Regions from separate parts of the Nothobranchius furzeri genome. Here region 2 is linked to region 1. A link is a contact called in public Micro-C data. All regions are on one chromosome and are shown on one strand. The core of a region is the stretch at or near the end of the contact, and the rest is flanking DNA. Distances in the headings are between cores, read along the strand shown. Region 1 overlaps clec16a (C-type lectin domain containing 16A). Region 2 has its middle 16 kb from the start of socs1a.

Region 1 (7,519 bases), core at 2,476-4,975:
AGAATACAACTATAAATGGTTGTGATAAAGAGTACCAGATAGAAAAGAAACTAAACACGTAGTAAAAAGATAACTTTTAAATCCTGTATTTGTGACCCAAATCTGAACTAAAACCATGTAGTCATCAGGCTACTTGTGTCATTTTACTCCTAGCTTGAGTTACTGGACTGAGATAGGAAACTGAGGTCGATTAGACATTTAACCGTAATGTGCAGAAACAAGCTGACTGTGAACCACAATAGCCCAGATAAAGTAGTCAAGAGCTTCTTTTTTTAATTTTTTTTAGGGGAGGTCAATCGTTTTCGGTGCACAGGATCATTGAGAAGCAACCTTCAACATCATCAACTGGTAAAATGACATCAGCTAAAGCGAAGGTCAAACTTATATTAACCTTGCTGCAGTTTTGCTTTCATGACGTCTTCAAATCAGCCTTTAAAATTCCCGATAAGTGTAATCGTGTGTTCATCTACACTCACCAGCAGCTTTATTGGGTACAAATGTTCTATTGAATTTTTTATTTTCATAAAATTTAAATGTTATCTGCGTAAAGATGGTAGAAGATGTTTTAAAGAGCTCAGCATGTGCTGGAGAGGGAGCAGACAAAAGAGGAACAGTACAGAGGCCCCAGCACAGAACCTTGTGGGACACCATGGATGAGGGAGGTGGAGTTAAAACAGCCATAGGCCTATCCAATAGCATGTGATGGTTAAAGATCTGGGGGAAAAAAGGGCTGAAGATGGTACTAGTGAGGTGTGCCTAGTAAACTAGAAAGAGAGTATATGTACTTCCACTGCCTTGTTAAAAATAGTCACCACCTACATTTAACGAAGCAAACAGGTAGGAGCCTCCTTTTGGATAGTTACTGCATGGGTGATTATCTTTCAGCTGGCAACAAGTTATTTAATCCCAACTGCTGCAATGAGTTGCTTCTCATTTTTTAAACCATGTGGAATGACAATTCTGGTGGTCATGGAAAATATGTTCGTCTGTTTGAGAGGGGTCAGATCATTTGGTGTTACGGCCCAGGGACATTTGTTTATTTTATTGCATTTTAATTCTCTTCTTGTTTCCCCCTATAGGTGAGAGAGAGGAGAGGAGATGGCACCACTCACTGATTACCTCCACTTTGACTCTTCAGCTGTCCCAACTTACAATCAGCCCTGCCACTGCTACAAGAGCCAGCCACTCCTTAGTTTCAGGGAGCAACAGACTAGAGAGACTCTCTCTGGTCTGTTGTCTCCTCTGCAGTTTTTATTAGGAATGTCCCATTCCGATATTGATATCGGCCCAAAAACACTGTATCGGCTTATATCGGACTGCATCAAAAATCTCCGATATTAGCAGTACATTCTGCTTTAAATTCCATTCCAGCAATTCTATCCATCAGCCCCCAGATCCAGCATGCAAGAATGGTGTGTGCTAGCAAAGTAGCAAGGAACAATATCGGCCATGTGGCTGTATTTTCTGTTAAAGTCCGAAAAAGACAGTTTGGCAACACTATCATGCACAAGTTTCCCACGGTGGAACAGAACCGGGGAAGAATAATACGTCCAACCTCATCGTGCATTTGAAGCAGGATCACAAAACATTGCATGAGGATTTTCGCAGCATGCGAAACTGAAACTTTACCCCCAAATTCCACTACCTCCGCTCCGGTCCGCCCCCGCCCTCCGCAGCCGCTCGCTTCCGAACTCAATTTTTACTGGTACCCGCTCTACAACGGCTCCGCTCCGGTGCGGAGACCTGAGGGGGGGCAAACAAGCATGCGCGGGATTTTCGAGATCTTGCGATACAGTCCGAGCAATAAACGCGGAAGTTAGATCCAAACACCCGTTGTGTGGGAGAAGCATCGAAATGAGCTGTTTAATCTGCCCATCATTTGTGTTGAGAGATCAGCAGTGTTTGGATCAACAAAGTGTGACTACTTTGATAGTAGAAACTGTATTTATGGCTTACTTTTGTGCATTTAAACTTCAGCCGCCATTGATAGTTGTTAAAAGTTGTTAAACCTGTGCATATGAAACAAAAAACGCCTTTTGTTTATCGATTTATTGTGAAAAACGGAAGTTGTGCTCGCTCCTTTTCCTGTTGGGCGGTGGTGATTTCTGTCCATTGACTGCGGAGGTGCTCCGGCGTCCGGCGAAAATAGGATCGATTCTATTTTTGCCGGACGCCGGAACAGAGGGCGGCGCACGGCGCCGCACTGCCGGAGAACGGCCGCAGTAGTGGAATTGCTCTGATTGACTACAACGGGACCGATTTTGCTCCGGCGTTCGTGTCGGAGCGGAGCGGAGCGGAGGTAGTGGAATTTGGGGGTTAGACACTCAACTTGTAGCAGTTGGCCAGTATTGTGTTTTTATCCTTATGTCCCTAACCTCAGCTGTTCACGTTTATGCAACCAAAGGTTAATAAAAAATTTGTCTTTTTTTATACTTACTGTTGTTGGCATTTGTTTTCTGTTTGAGTAATATCACTTGATCAAGCCTTTTATACATTCCACACTATGAAACAGGTAAACGTATGTATGATTTGTGCTGATCTATCGGATTGATATCGGTATTGGTCAATTCTGAAGGCTGCAATATTGGTATCGTATTGGAAGTGAAAAATTGTATCAGGACATCCCTAGTTTTTATGTTAAACGTTTAGTTTAGTAGCAACTTTGTGAATTTGGGTTCTTTGTATTAACCTCTTTTAAATTCTGTGTAAAGGAAACTTGACACTGGCTTTTCGGTAACTAAAGACATCACTCATTTATGCAACATTCTGTGATGGTCTTTTTGAACAGTTTGTATTAAGATGGTTAATTGAAGAATTTGGTGTTACTAGTTTTGAGTTGTTGCCGGTTTTTGTATTGTATTTCCAAATGTGGGCGGGCAGCAGAGGACGATGTCGCCCTCTACTGCCTGCCCATAAAAGGAAGTGACGCCACCAAAACTGGTGATCTCTGATGACGGCTAGAAACACAAGCTGAAAAATGTCAGGTAAAAAACAATTTTTTACTAAAACGATGTGAGAAACGCACAAAAAATGGATAACAAAGATAAACACGGAGTGAAAATACAAAAAAAGAAAGGGCATCTGTCACTCATAATGAAAAACGATAGTCATTTTATTTACATAATGCAGCTGAACAAACAGCCATAAAACTTGCCTTAATGCAGTTACGAGTGATTTTATGTCTTAAAAAGCTCCAGGTAAACAACTGGGTGGCCCAATTTCATTCAGCTTTCTGAGCAAACACTAACTGGGAAACTAACACACAAGCATGCAAACGTGACCAATAGGAAACAACTGGATAAGAACGCACACACCAGCCAAGTGTGAAACTGAAGTTCTACCAACCACACTCTCCAGAACGACCTCAGCATCCCGCATCAAGCGAAAACAAAGGTTATTTAAAAACAACCGTGTTTTCTTTCTCTTGCTTTAGTCCCCCTCCCCCGACGGTTCTCATCTTTCACTTCTTTGTTCTCCTAACAGGAAAAGGGGTCTTGTAACTTACAGACATCAGAGCGACTCTTTTCATTCAGCCTTCTGAGAAACATCTAGAGGCGTTTAACAGAATTGTTTCTAACAAGATTTAACAGAATTAAGCGTGCTTCGGCTCAACTCTGACCTGTTTCTGTTTTCTTCAAAGGCCAAAACTCCTTAAAGCTGAGCGGATATCAGTACGATCTCACTGTATATAAGGCTGGGTGAGCCTGAGTAGGACTGCTCTGCAGCTGCTGCTGCTGCTGCTAAAAACACACGGAGCATGCTGTCAGATACAAACCACAAACTAGTATCTGTGTGTGTGCCGCAGTTGTTCGCTGACAATGTTCTGTTCTCTCAGCCTCAGCCGCTGCTGAGAAATTAATGGAGGTCAGAGAGCATGCCCTACACATGTATACCCATGCACACAGCCTAGCACATACACACAAATGCATGCACACACAAACACACACACACAAACGCAGCCTAGTGCATGCACACAAATCCATGCACACACACTCAGCAGCAAGTCAAAATAGGGCAACTACTGCAGATGAAAGATTTTTTACGCATGGGATCTAGCCTAAAACAGCTGCTTGTGCTTGAGTAAAAAACATAGAACATAGATTAAAAATACACACACATGCATACACTGACTTTATGCGTCTAACTGGTGCATTTGCATATATATATATATATTTTAAAAAAAACATCCAGAAGAGCAAGAGATAAGAAGAAAAAACATGATTCTTCCAGAAAAGAGATCTGGGTTAGGTGAGCCAGACCCGTTAGTGTTCCACCATGTGACCTAATTTCCTGCCACATCACAGACACACAGGAAATGCCATTTTACCACCTGCAATGAAGCATGGCCTTTTCCACCACCTGCCTCTTTTTCGTCTGCTAGATATCAAACAATAACAGAAATCTGATGTGGCAGAGATAGTCAACATCCACAAGTCAGAAAACCGATTTACCCATATCGCAGATGAGACCATAACACCATCAGTGCAGATTACATGAATAGTGTGTCAGATTATTATTTAATCCGTTTAAATAAAGCAAAAAAATTCAATTTTAACTGTGTGGAATTTTGCTAAATGAACTAACCAATCAGGAGTGAGTGAGTCAACAGTTAGCTATCACTTTAAAACCGTGTCAGCGGTTTCTGACACTTAGAGGTTGTCATCCTTTCATCCTCCACAAACGCAGGGACATGGGGGGGGGGGGGTCTGCTGCTGTGGTGCTGAAACATCACGCCTCAAGTTACATTTACTGAAAAGGTAGGCAGCTTCTTACAACATCCACGCACGCACAGGTACACACACACACACACACACACACACACAAACACACGCCAGACAAAAAACCACAAGTGTTCTGAGAAACGCTCACTACCTCAGCACACCCACCTGCCTGCACAGATGGTCAGAACATCAGGAGAGAGGGAGGGGCAAAGGGGGAAAGGAAACTCAATCAGGGTGAGGAGAGAGTGTGAAAACGAGAAATGAGGGGAAGGAGCTGGGGAAAGAAAGGGGGACAGAGGGGGGAGACTAGAGGAGATAAAAAGAGGAGAGGGGAATTACAGGAACCAAAAATAAAAGCCAACGGTTCTATCCTTAGTCCCAATAAGAGAAACGGACAAATGAGAAGTAAGGAAGGAGTTAAAAATAGAAAAACAGAGTCGAAAATAGAAAATGTTTTTTTTCCACTGATGTGGGTGACTCATGGAGAAACCCGGTGACCCTACCAACACACAACCACCTACACACACTTGTGTGTGTGTACACGTTTGTATTTGTGCCTGAGTACATATGTGCGTGTTTGCACATTACCTACCGTGTTTTTGTGGATGCTGTGTACGTCTGTGCTTGTGTGTGTGTTTGTATGTGTGCATGCATGTGTGTGTGTGTGTTTGCAAATTACCATGTTTTTGTGGGTGCAGTGTGTGTGTGTGTGTGTTTTCACATTACCATATTTTTGTGGATGCGGTGTGTGTGTGTGTGTTTTCACATTACCATATTTTTGTGGGTGCGGTGTACGTCTGTGCTTGTGTGTGTGTTTGTATGTGTGTGTGTGTTTGTGTGTGTGTGTGTGTGTGTGTGTGTGTGTTTTCACATTACCATGTTTTTTTGGGTGCTGTGTACGTCTGTGCTTGTGTGTGTGTGTGTGTGTGCGTGTGTGTGTGTGTGTGTGTGTGTGTGTGTGTGTGTGTGTGTGTGTGTGTGTGTGTGTGTGTGTGTGTGTGTGTGTGTGTGTGTGCATTACCATGTTTTTGTGGGTGCTGTGTACGTCTGTCTGGGAGCTGAAGGCAGACAGATCTCCGTTCAGGATGACATCTGCCAGGGCGTTGACCAGAGGCTGGTAGTGGATGATGAGAAACACCTGAAAAACATACAAAAATGTAAAAATTGACACAACTATTAACATAATACCCACAGATTCAGCAATGTTTTACAGAATGATATAAGTACAAGCACAAAAACATTATTTTGTGCATGTTAACAGCAGGCTAACATCATGTTTACACTGGAAGACTTTCACTTTCATTGTGGCAGCTAAGAACAGCTTCTTACACCGTTTCTCCTAAAGCTGATTTTAATATTCACAAAACCTTAGTTTTACATTCAAGTTTTATTCTATTCCACTCAGGACTTTTTTTAAATAATTCATTATCCAAAATATATGTTTACCATGTTAATCCTCAAAAGTTTGGTGAAATAAAAAGCAAATGTCCACCAAGAGCTCACGTTTCAGGATGTAAAGCAACACAAATCTAAAAACCACTAAATTAACTCTACATTAATCATCTGCCCCAGTAAAAGCAAAACGGCACTGCCATGAGTTACTGCCTCACTCTTACAGCAATGTCGGGGTTTTAAACCAACATCCTGTAACTGCAGCTCCTAAGCTAACGCTAGCTCAAATGTAAACAGGAACTTAATAAGAAGGTTAAGTAGGAACACGTTTTATCGCCATCCTACAGATAATCATGTGTTTATTAGTTTATTAGCTAATTAAAACTACAGTGCTGCTGTTCGTAAAAAGCAATGGATCAGTTGTAATATCCTTCTTCACCACAAGGGGCCCCTGCAGCCCCTACAACCCCCACCCACTTCCTCTGCTAATAGTGCTTTTCTCGTTCACACCTGTTGTGGTTACTATTTAGTGTTCTGAATGGGAACAGCGTGGTGTTTTTGCAATTTCAACACCATCGGAATTCAGCAATGATTCATCATTACACAAGTTTTCAGTTACATGTTGCAGAAATAATCTCCTGCTGAATTCCCTGGCCTACGACATCGGTTTGCTGGTAATTAAGAACTTGTGGCTCAATAAAACTGGCAAACATACTGCAGCTGTAAATGCAACTAACATCACTCACATTTATTTAGAACTTCTGTACAACACAAGTGTGTTTTCAGTTGTAGCGTCAACGCAAAGACGTAAACGCTGGGGCCACAGCAATCAAATGGTTGTTTGTTTACACTGACATGAAGGTTTGGTCCTTTAATATTTTCCAATGCTGCTGCAGAGGAGATCAGGATCCATTTTACATTAAACACATCTAGAAAAGTAGATTTTAAAGTTTGAAACTTGTTAAATAATAACCTGCAGGTGCTCTGTCAGCTCAGGTTGCAATGCATTATGGTCAGTAGTAAGGTTGCCACGGTATGAAAATGTAACCTCACGGTTATTGTGACCAAAATTACCACGGTTTTCGGTATTATCACGGAATTTTTTTAAATGTGTTACATTTTCAGACAACTAAATAAACCCTGTACATCAGGAAAATATTGTCCTCAGTTTGTGTCTAAATTTAACCTAAAATGTGTTATTTTGTAACAATGTTGTTTATTTGTTTACATTTTTTCCCTTTAGTCTTTAAAATACCAATATTTGCCCATAACTTCTTATTTTATGTCTGTTTGATGTCATCATTTTAAAAATATTAGACCAGATGATACTCAGTACTCAAGTAGCCTTCTAATCAGATACTTTTTTACCCTTACTTGAGTAATAAACCTTATATCAGGAAAATATT
Region 2 (7,519 bases), core at 1,904-4,403, 84 kb before region 1:
TGAAAGCGTCCAGATGGAGTTTCAGAGCTTTCATCACAAACCTGCCTTATACAGTCCTAGACATGCCTACTGCCATCTGGTGGAGTATCTACAGGTGGTAAGTGCCAATTTTATTTGACTATTACTGTAAAAATGACAAATAATTATATATCTACATCTCCAGAGACAAGGTCGCGCCTCAAGTAGAGGAGTGAAGTATCTCGGGGTCTTGTTCATGAGTAAGGGAAAGATGGAGAGTGAGATTGATAGGTGGACTGGTGCTGCGTCTGCAGTGATGTGGGCGCCGTACCGGTCTGTAGTGGTGAAGCTCTCGATTTTCCGGTCGATCTACGTTACTACCCTCACCCATGGCCACGAGCTTTGGGTAGTGACAGAAAGAATGAGATCACAGGTACAAGCGGCTGAAATGAGTTTTCTGCACAAGGCGGCTGGACTCTCCCTTAGGGAAAGGGTGAGAAGCTTGGTCATCCGGGAGGGGCTCGGAGTAGATCCGCTGCTCCTCCACATCAAGAGGAGCCAGTTGACATGGCCCGGGCATCTAATCAGCGTGCCTCCTAGATGCCTCCTTGGGGAGGTTTTCCAGGCATGTCCAACCAGGAGAAGGCCTAAAGGACACGCTGGAGTGACCATGTTTTTTGTCTCGCCAGGGAACGCCTTGGGGAGGAGCTGGCCCAAGTAGCTGGGAAGAGGGTAGTCTGCATCTCCCTGCTTAGGCTGCTACCCCCGCGATCCGATATGCGGATAAAAATGGATGAAGGGATCTCCAATAAATTAGCAAATATTATTTGCTGCTGTGCAAATGAAATTTTTGGTTCTACAACCGAAAACCCTTTAGAGCGGACCTCATTCACGATGGCTAATAAAGCCTGTTGGCGTTGGGGTTAGGGCTGTAACAGCCAGTTTGAGCCAGTTTTCAGCTAATGGTTTGTGTGGTAGTAGCTGGGAATCACTGATATTCTGCATGTGATGTCGGGTTACAATGAGCATTATGTTCAGAACCCGATTTATTTACAAGTCGGACAAGAATTTGGTTCCGGCAGTTCATATAGAGTAGAAGGAGTCGCCACTCGTCTGGGAAAGGTGCTGGATCAAGAAGTGGAATAAACAAAATAAGAATCTGCACACTTCAATCTGCGATGTAGGAGTTTATTGGTCAAGCTTTCGGTCAGAGACCTTCATCAGGAATTGTCTCTGACCGAAAGCTTGACCAATAAACTCCTACATCGCAGATTGAAGTGTGCGGATTCTTATTTTGTTTATTCCGGCTGTTCATAAAACAGACATTGTTCAATAAAAACAAACATGGCAGACACAATATGCGATATTTAATATCTGGTGAAGGTCAGCTGTGTAGAATGAAGATGGAACGAGAGAAGAAGTTTGGCTAGTTCTGGTCTGCCAGCTGGTAGAAGCTCTAAAAAACTGTCGTAGCAGCCACAGCAGCTGGTCCACACGGAAGACTGAGATTAAGTCCATTTCGTTTTAGTGGCTCATAAAAACAGACAGGATGACTTTGGAAAGAAGCGACAACAGGAGAACATTTAGGGTGATTTAATCATCCAGCCTGGTGATCATCTCCATCTCTCATCTGGCTAATTTATTCTAAAAAAAGACTCCCACACAGCACTCCAACATGACCTCCCTCTGCTTTCAGGCTTCTCTCTGCAGCAAGGTTTGACGCAAGGTTGTAAAACAGTGCCCTCTAGTGGTTCAAGTCTGATTTTATTCTGTTCAGTCATTCTGTGTTCACTGGTTTCTCTCCTGCTCCTGGGTTTAGTGTCCACGGATGCTCCAAGCCTTCTTTTCTGAACTGTGGGAGCTGCTGCATAATGAGAAAACTACCTGGAGAAGATCGCTTCCCTGGTCATCTAGTTCCCAACCTGGGGTCCCCATAAGACTGCAGGTTTTGTCTGTGCTGAGGTTACCAAGATTATATTTGTAAAACATACATTTATAAAATCCCTACAGACTACCTCATAACAGCTCGGTGTAAGCGTTACAAGTTTTTATTCAATCACTTTTAATGTTGGAATGTGGGTAGACTTTGGGGTTGGGGGTCCTGGCTTGATTTGGGCCCAGGCAAGGGGGGTCATCAAGGAAACAATGTTGGGAACAAATGCTCTAGAACCCCTCTCTGTTGATGTCCTGCTCCAACACACCTGATTAAATAGGTGATGATCATTGGTTCAGCAGAAAACAGGTAAAAATTAAATCATCTAATCTGGACTTAATCCAAAGGCAAGTGGGAATCTCCAAGGTAAACCGGAAGAAGCTGTTTGATGATCAAACTGCATCTGTTGTTTAGTAAAGATCAGCACAAACACCATCCCGTGATGAAGCACGGTGGTGGCAGCAGCATGCTCTGTGGATGTGCCTGGAGGGGTTGTACTGTTTTTGGAACGACGCCCATCCCACCTTTGCAAAACGTCATTCTTTCATCTGAAAAGTATTTCCAGCCTCTTCTCCTCAGATGCTGACACATTTCTTGTCCATGACATCATCTCCTCTAGATTTGACTGCTGTAACTCACTCTTGGTTTCAAGTTTCTCAACAAAAATAAAATCACCAGTAAATCCAGTCCATCCGAAACCGAGGGGGTCTGCTCATTTCTACAACTCACTTCCACACCACTGGAGGGCACTACAGACCACAAAACCCTTTTAAACCGATCTGAAACCATTTTCCTACAACTATAACATATTTTATTTCTTTTTCATAACTGCTTTTATCACTTTTTATGGTTATTTAACAAGAGAACTAAGATTTGGGAGTTTATTTGTTCCCTAGCAAGAAGTTTACCCAAACCAAGAGCTACTAAAAAAAAAAGTCCAGATCTCGATTCAATAAAGAACTAGAGCAGGCGTGGGGAACCTGGTCCTCGAGGGCCAGTATCCTGCACGTCTTTGCTCCAACACTTCTGATTCAGTGGTTGAATCACCTGTTCAGCAGCTCATCAGGCTCTGCAGAAGCCCGTTAATCACCTGCTGATTGAAATCAGGTGTGTTGAAGCAGGGTTGAAACTAAAATATGCTGGATAGCGGCCCTCGATGGACCAGGGTTCCCCACCCCAGAGCCAGAGGAAAGACTTGGTAAGAGCTGCAAAAGCCACAAACAATAGTGAAGGATCTGAGGCAGAACTGTTATCTGTCACTAGAGGGAGACATCACCAGTTTACCATCAGTAAGGATAAGCAAACCTTGACTCATCATTCTCTGCAGAGATCATAATGTTTGCTGTGGATTCTTGTGCCGCGTGAGAAAATGAACCACCTGCTTGTTGTGCTCTAAAAGGGGGAGGTGTTAATGTAGGAATGTTACATTCAGGTGGTATCACAGTTGACATCCATCCACACATTGTTTCCTTCATCTTGATTGGGGCTACAGGGACCTGGTATCAATCTCCAAACAGTCATCAGGTGACAGGTGGGGACACGCTGGACAGGTCTAGCCCATCACAGAGACACACAGAGACATACTGGCCACCTTCCAGCTGTGATACCATGCATGCAGCCACTCAAAGTGAACAATAACTCGTAAAGAATTGAACAGTCTGCAGAGTTAGGAAGATAAACTGTCACCCTTGTGTTAACAATTCCCAGAAAAAGACAAAAGAAAGCAGATTATTCTAAAACCACTTATTCCTGTTTCAGGGAAATCGGGTCTTCTGGGGAAATGAACGCCACAAAGCAAAAGGGGCCACCGCCGAAGGCCGTGGTCCCTTTGAGGCTCTGTCCAGTCTGGGTCCCCCGAACGCTGATGACCCCCCCCCCCCCCCCCCCCCCGAGAACTTCGCCTAGGGTTTAACAGACACCAACAAGGTAACCACATTCAGTGTGGAATGGTAAGTTTTAACAATTCCCCCATTTTTGGGTTGAAGAATAAAAGAATAAAAGGCAGTGGGTCCCTCAGGGTGGGGTCAGGGTGGGATGGGGGAGAAGGAAGGGACCCGAACCCCACCTGGTTGTTTCCCCATATAAACGGATAAAACGGCTGAAAAAAAAGTGCGGGGGACAGAGGGCACTGTTATGGGAAGTGTGGGGGACATGTCCCACGCGTACCCCGCGTGAATTACGCCCATGGTTAATCCACTCAGAAGATCCCAGCAGCACTTCACAGAAACGTGAGGCAGAACCTGGGGGGTTCATGACAAGATGCTCGATAGTTTCATTACCATAACTGAGAAAATGGAAGAGACACTTTGCTGAAGGAGAGGGAAGTGTGCAACCAGGTGTGGTTGTTTCCCAATTCCCAAATTCAAAACTCAAATCGTGGCAAGACAGAATTTCGTTCCAAGGGGGCCGAATGAAACTAAAAGGAGAAAGCTTGACTAAATATAACATCAACAGTTGCACAGGTGGTGCAAACTTTCAGGATTCTGGTGTGACGTCGGTGTCGCTCCAGAAATTAGCAGATCAAAAAGACTCTCTCACAAGTTTTACTTTCCTTTAAAGCTTTTAATTTTGCTTTTACTTCCTCCCATCTCTCTCAAATGAAGCTCAGAGCCCCTCACCAGCAGATACGTCAGTCTTTAAACTCTCACAGCCACTTTATACCACGCTCTCTGTACCTTTACTGAAGTAACTTTCTTGAGGCCCACTATTTACTTTTACTCCATCATTTTTACAAAAAATGTTCTAAAGTAAAATTACTTTAATTTGCATTTTGTTTGATCCCCACCCCTGGTCTGATGGAGACCGGCAGCGCACTCCCTTGCCCGCGCCAGACACCAAGGTGCAGGCAAACACGGCCATGACAAAAACTGCAGTTCCCCCATCATCCACAGGGGGCTGGACCTAGAAAGGAGCAAGTTCCCACGTTAAAATGTCAAAAATCCCAGCTTCACTGCAGAAAGGTTTACAGCCTGGTTCAAAAAGTTATTTCGGTTTACAGTCATGACAACTCTGAAGGAGGGGTGTGTTTTTGTCATTTATTCATTTAGATGTGAATAAAGCGTGAAATGATGAAATCTTAGGGGCGTGTCCTTTTGATTGACAGGTAGCAGATGAGTCAGAGATGGCATTAGCAGCCTTTCTGAACTTGACCATTAATTGCGTCCTCTGTGAATTTGTGTTCGGATGTAATTCACAGACCATCCAAAGCGTATCAGCTCCCTCCATGGTAACAAATTTATTTCGCGGATCTCTGAATGCAGACGAAGCAGTGGAATGGGGGCTGCGGCGCACCCTGGCTGTCCAGCTCGTATCGTTGCAAAGCGAGGCTGTGGGCCACCTGTGGAGCTTTCTGAGGGAGACCACAGAAACAATGCAGCGTGTTTACGCTAGAGTCGCTCAATTGCATTTTACTGGCTAAAAATGCCTCGTTAGCTTTGGTTAGCTCAGTTAGCTCGTAGCTACATCGCCTCAGAGTTCGATGGGTGTCATGTCTTCCCACATCGTCACTGCACCGCTCTCCACTCTACCGCTTTGCCCACTTTTGTACTGTTCAAGAATGACGAGACAAGTGACACGGTCAAGATGGCGGTGGAGGGAACCGCCCACTGGGCGGCTCCTCAGAAAACCACAGGTGATGTCACGGCGGGGGGTTGTCCATCTTATGTACAGTCATTGCTCTTACCCGCACAATATTTTTACTTTTTCTCAAGTAACGTCTTTCTTTACCCCTGTATCTGTACTTTTACTTGAGGGAAAAATCAAGTGCTACTGCCCACCCGGTACTGTGTATGTAACTGCACATGTCTGCACGCCTCTCTGCCGCTAGACGTTCTCACATTACTGTGAAATGAAGCTGACGTGTTCCAGCACATACACCTTCAGACCTGAGATGTATTGAGGTGTGCACCTTTAACCTCACCTAGTCATTCTGGATGTGTAGAATCTCAGAAATATAAAAATATATATATTTAGAGCCATGGACATAATTTTCACTTTAGAAGTGAGGGGGACACGGGGGTGGGGTGGTGGTGGGGGGGTGTCTTTACAGTATGCTCTAATGGGAAACAGGGGGGGGGGGGGGACATGCCCCCCCCACCCCCCCACCCCCAAAAAATTACGTCCATGTTTAGAGCAAATAATATTTCATCAATAACTAAAACGTTTAAAAAAATCTTACGTAAATATACAAAAATTCCTGAGTAATACTACTAACAGGTCTGGAATGAACAAATTCAAATGTTCCAGAACAAGAAGTGGACACCAGTTCTCAGGAACAAGCATGGCCCGTTCCAGCTAACACCAGCATTGTTCCACGAGTCGATGCAGCCCATGGTGACTAACCCGTGTGACTCACCCAGTTTACTTTCTCACAACTAGTTACTCCAACCCTGTAAAGATGTCTGTGTGATGATTAATGCAGCAGTGTCTCAGTACCTGTCCGACCCAGACTAATGGGATCTGAGTAAAGTCATAAGGCTGTCACCGTTTTTAAAGAGATGGTGTTCGACTGACAAATAAATCAAAACGCAAAACAACTTTCTGAGGAATTGTTACATTTTGGTTTTATAATCAATTCACTGTAAATCATTAACAGACATCCTCTTTTTCTCAAAGTCTACATGATAACGGAGAACTTTCATTTCCTTTTTATGGTTTTAGAGCACTGATTTGTGTACCTGGCCGGCAGCGACTCTTCCAGCCACAGCACGATCCCCTTTCAGTTAAACGGCTGACGTTGGCAATACTTTCAATTCAACATTTCTCTGAATGTGAAAAGGAAGCATTGTGCTTTACAAAGAATTTTTAATTTTCATGGCAGCAGAGAGGAACCAGGAGGCTCGGGCGTCTGGTTGGGATGTCCTCTGGTGAGGATTTCCAGGCACGTCCAACCAGGAGGAGACCCAAAGGGAAAGGGGAGAGAGTTGACCATCCCTGATGTGCACCAACCAGGCTAAAATCTGGGAAAAGTAGATGGAAAATAGCAAACCTTGCTCTTGGAAAATGTGGTCGGGCTGAGTTACTCTGAGTAGTGCTCTTCAAAAACTACCTTTTGAGTCAAGAGCAGATAAAAGTACTTAAGTTTTTTTTAGAAAAATAATGTATTTGCATCTTCTTTGATGGGGTATGCTGGACTGCTCCATTTACTTACATCTGTAGCAGCGAGAACGTCACCTTGCTCATTGTCCAATAGCATGCTGAGACAGTTTGAAAGACAACCCTAGATCCCGCCCTACGACTGAGCTCTGTCTATGGGTCTTGGCCATCCTATATATCGATATATAGGATGGCTTGCCAGGCTTACATCATTCTCTTAATCGTGTTGCACAGTGATGCAGTTGGAAGCACTACCACCTCATGGCTAGAAGATTGTAGGTTCAACGCGTGTCGCGTGCGTGCGTGCGTGCGTGCGTGCGTGTGTGTGTGTGTGTGTGTGTGTGTGTGTGTGTGTGTGTCCATGTGATGGACCTGTCCAGGGTGTCCCCAGCCTCTCCACATATAGCAGGTTTGCCAGAACGTTTTATTCTCCTTTTTCCAACCATCATAACTAAATTAGGAAGACCAGACTCTTTCTGCAATAGTAGCATGTGATTGGTTGCACCGTGCTAATGGTCATTGTGAAAGGAGAAC

Evidence for each region. Hi-C and Micro-C count contacts between places; a contact is called where the count stands out from the background.
Region 2: a contact with region 1 is called in a Micro-C map of tail fin, with 8 times the contacts expected there. The contact joins two enhancer-like sites. A contact is called at or near these places in 2 of 2 Hi-C or Micro-C datasets (skeletal muscle and tail fin).

What each region holds. Positions count from the first base shown.
Region 1 is chr12:63,054,802-63,062,320 of NfurGRZ-RIMD1, reverse strand. It overlaps clec16a (C-type lectin domain containing 16A), which reads right to left. Exons shown (of 23, transcript XM_054750661.2): 9 at 5,743-5,859. Among protein-coding and RNA genes, the nearest start is that of clec16a, 21 kb to the right of the region's middle. Within about 2 kb of position 3,725, at least 3 of the 3 cell types and tissues checked have an H3K27ac peak or open chromatin away from gene starts, as enhancers often do. A contact at or near this core is called in tail fin, where this site is marked.
Region 2 is chr12:63,138,020-63,145,538 of NfurGRZ-RIMD1, reverse strand. No RefSeq gene overlaps it. Among protein-coding and RNA genes, the nearest start is that of socs1a, 16 kb to the right of the region's middle. Within about 2 kb of position 3,153, at least 1 of the 3 cell types and tissues checked has an H3K27ac peak or open chromatin away from gene starts, as enhancers often do. A contact at or near this core is called in tail fin, where this site is marked.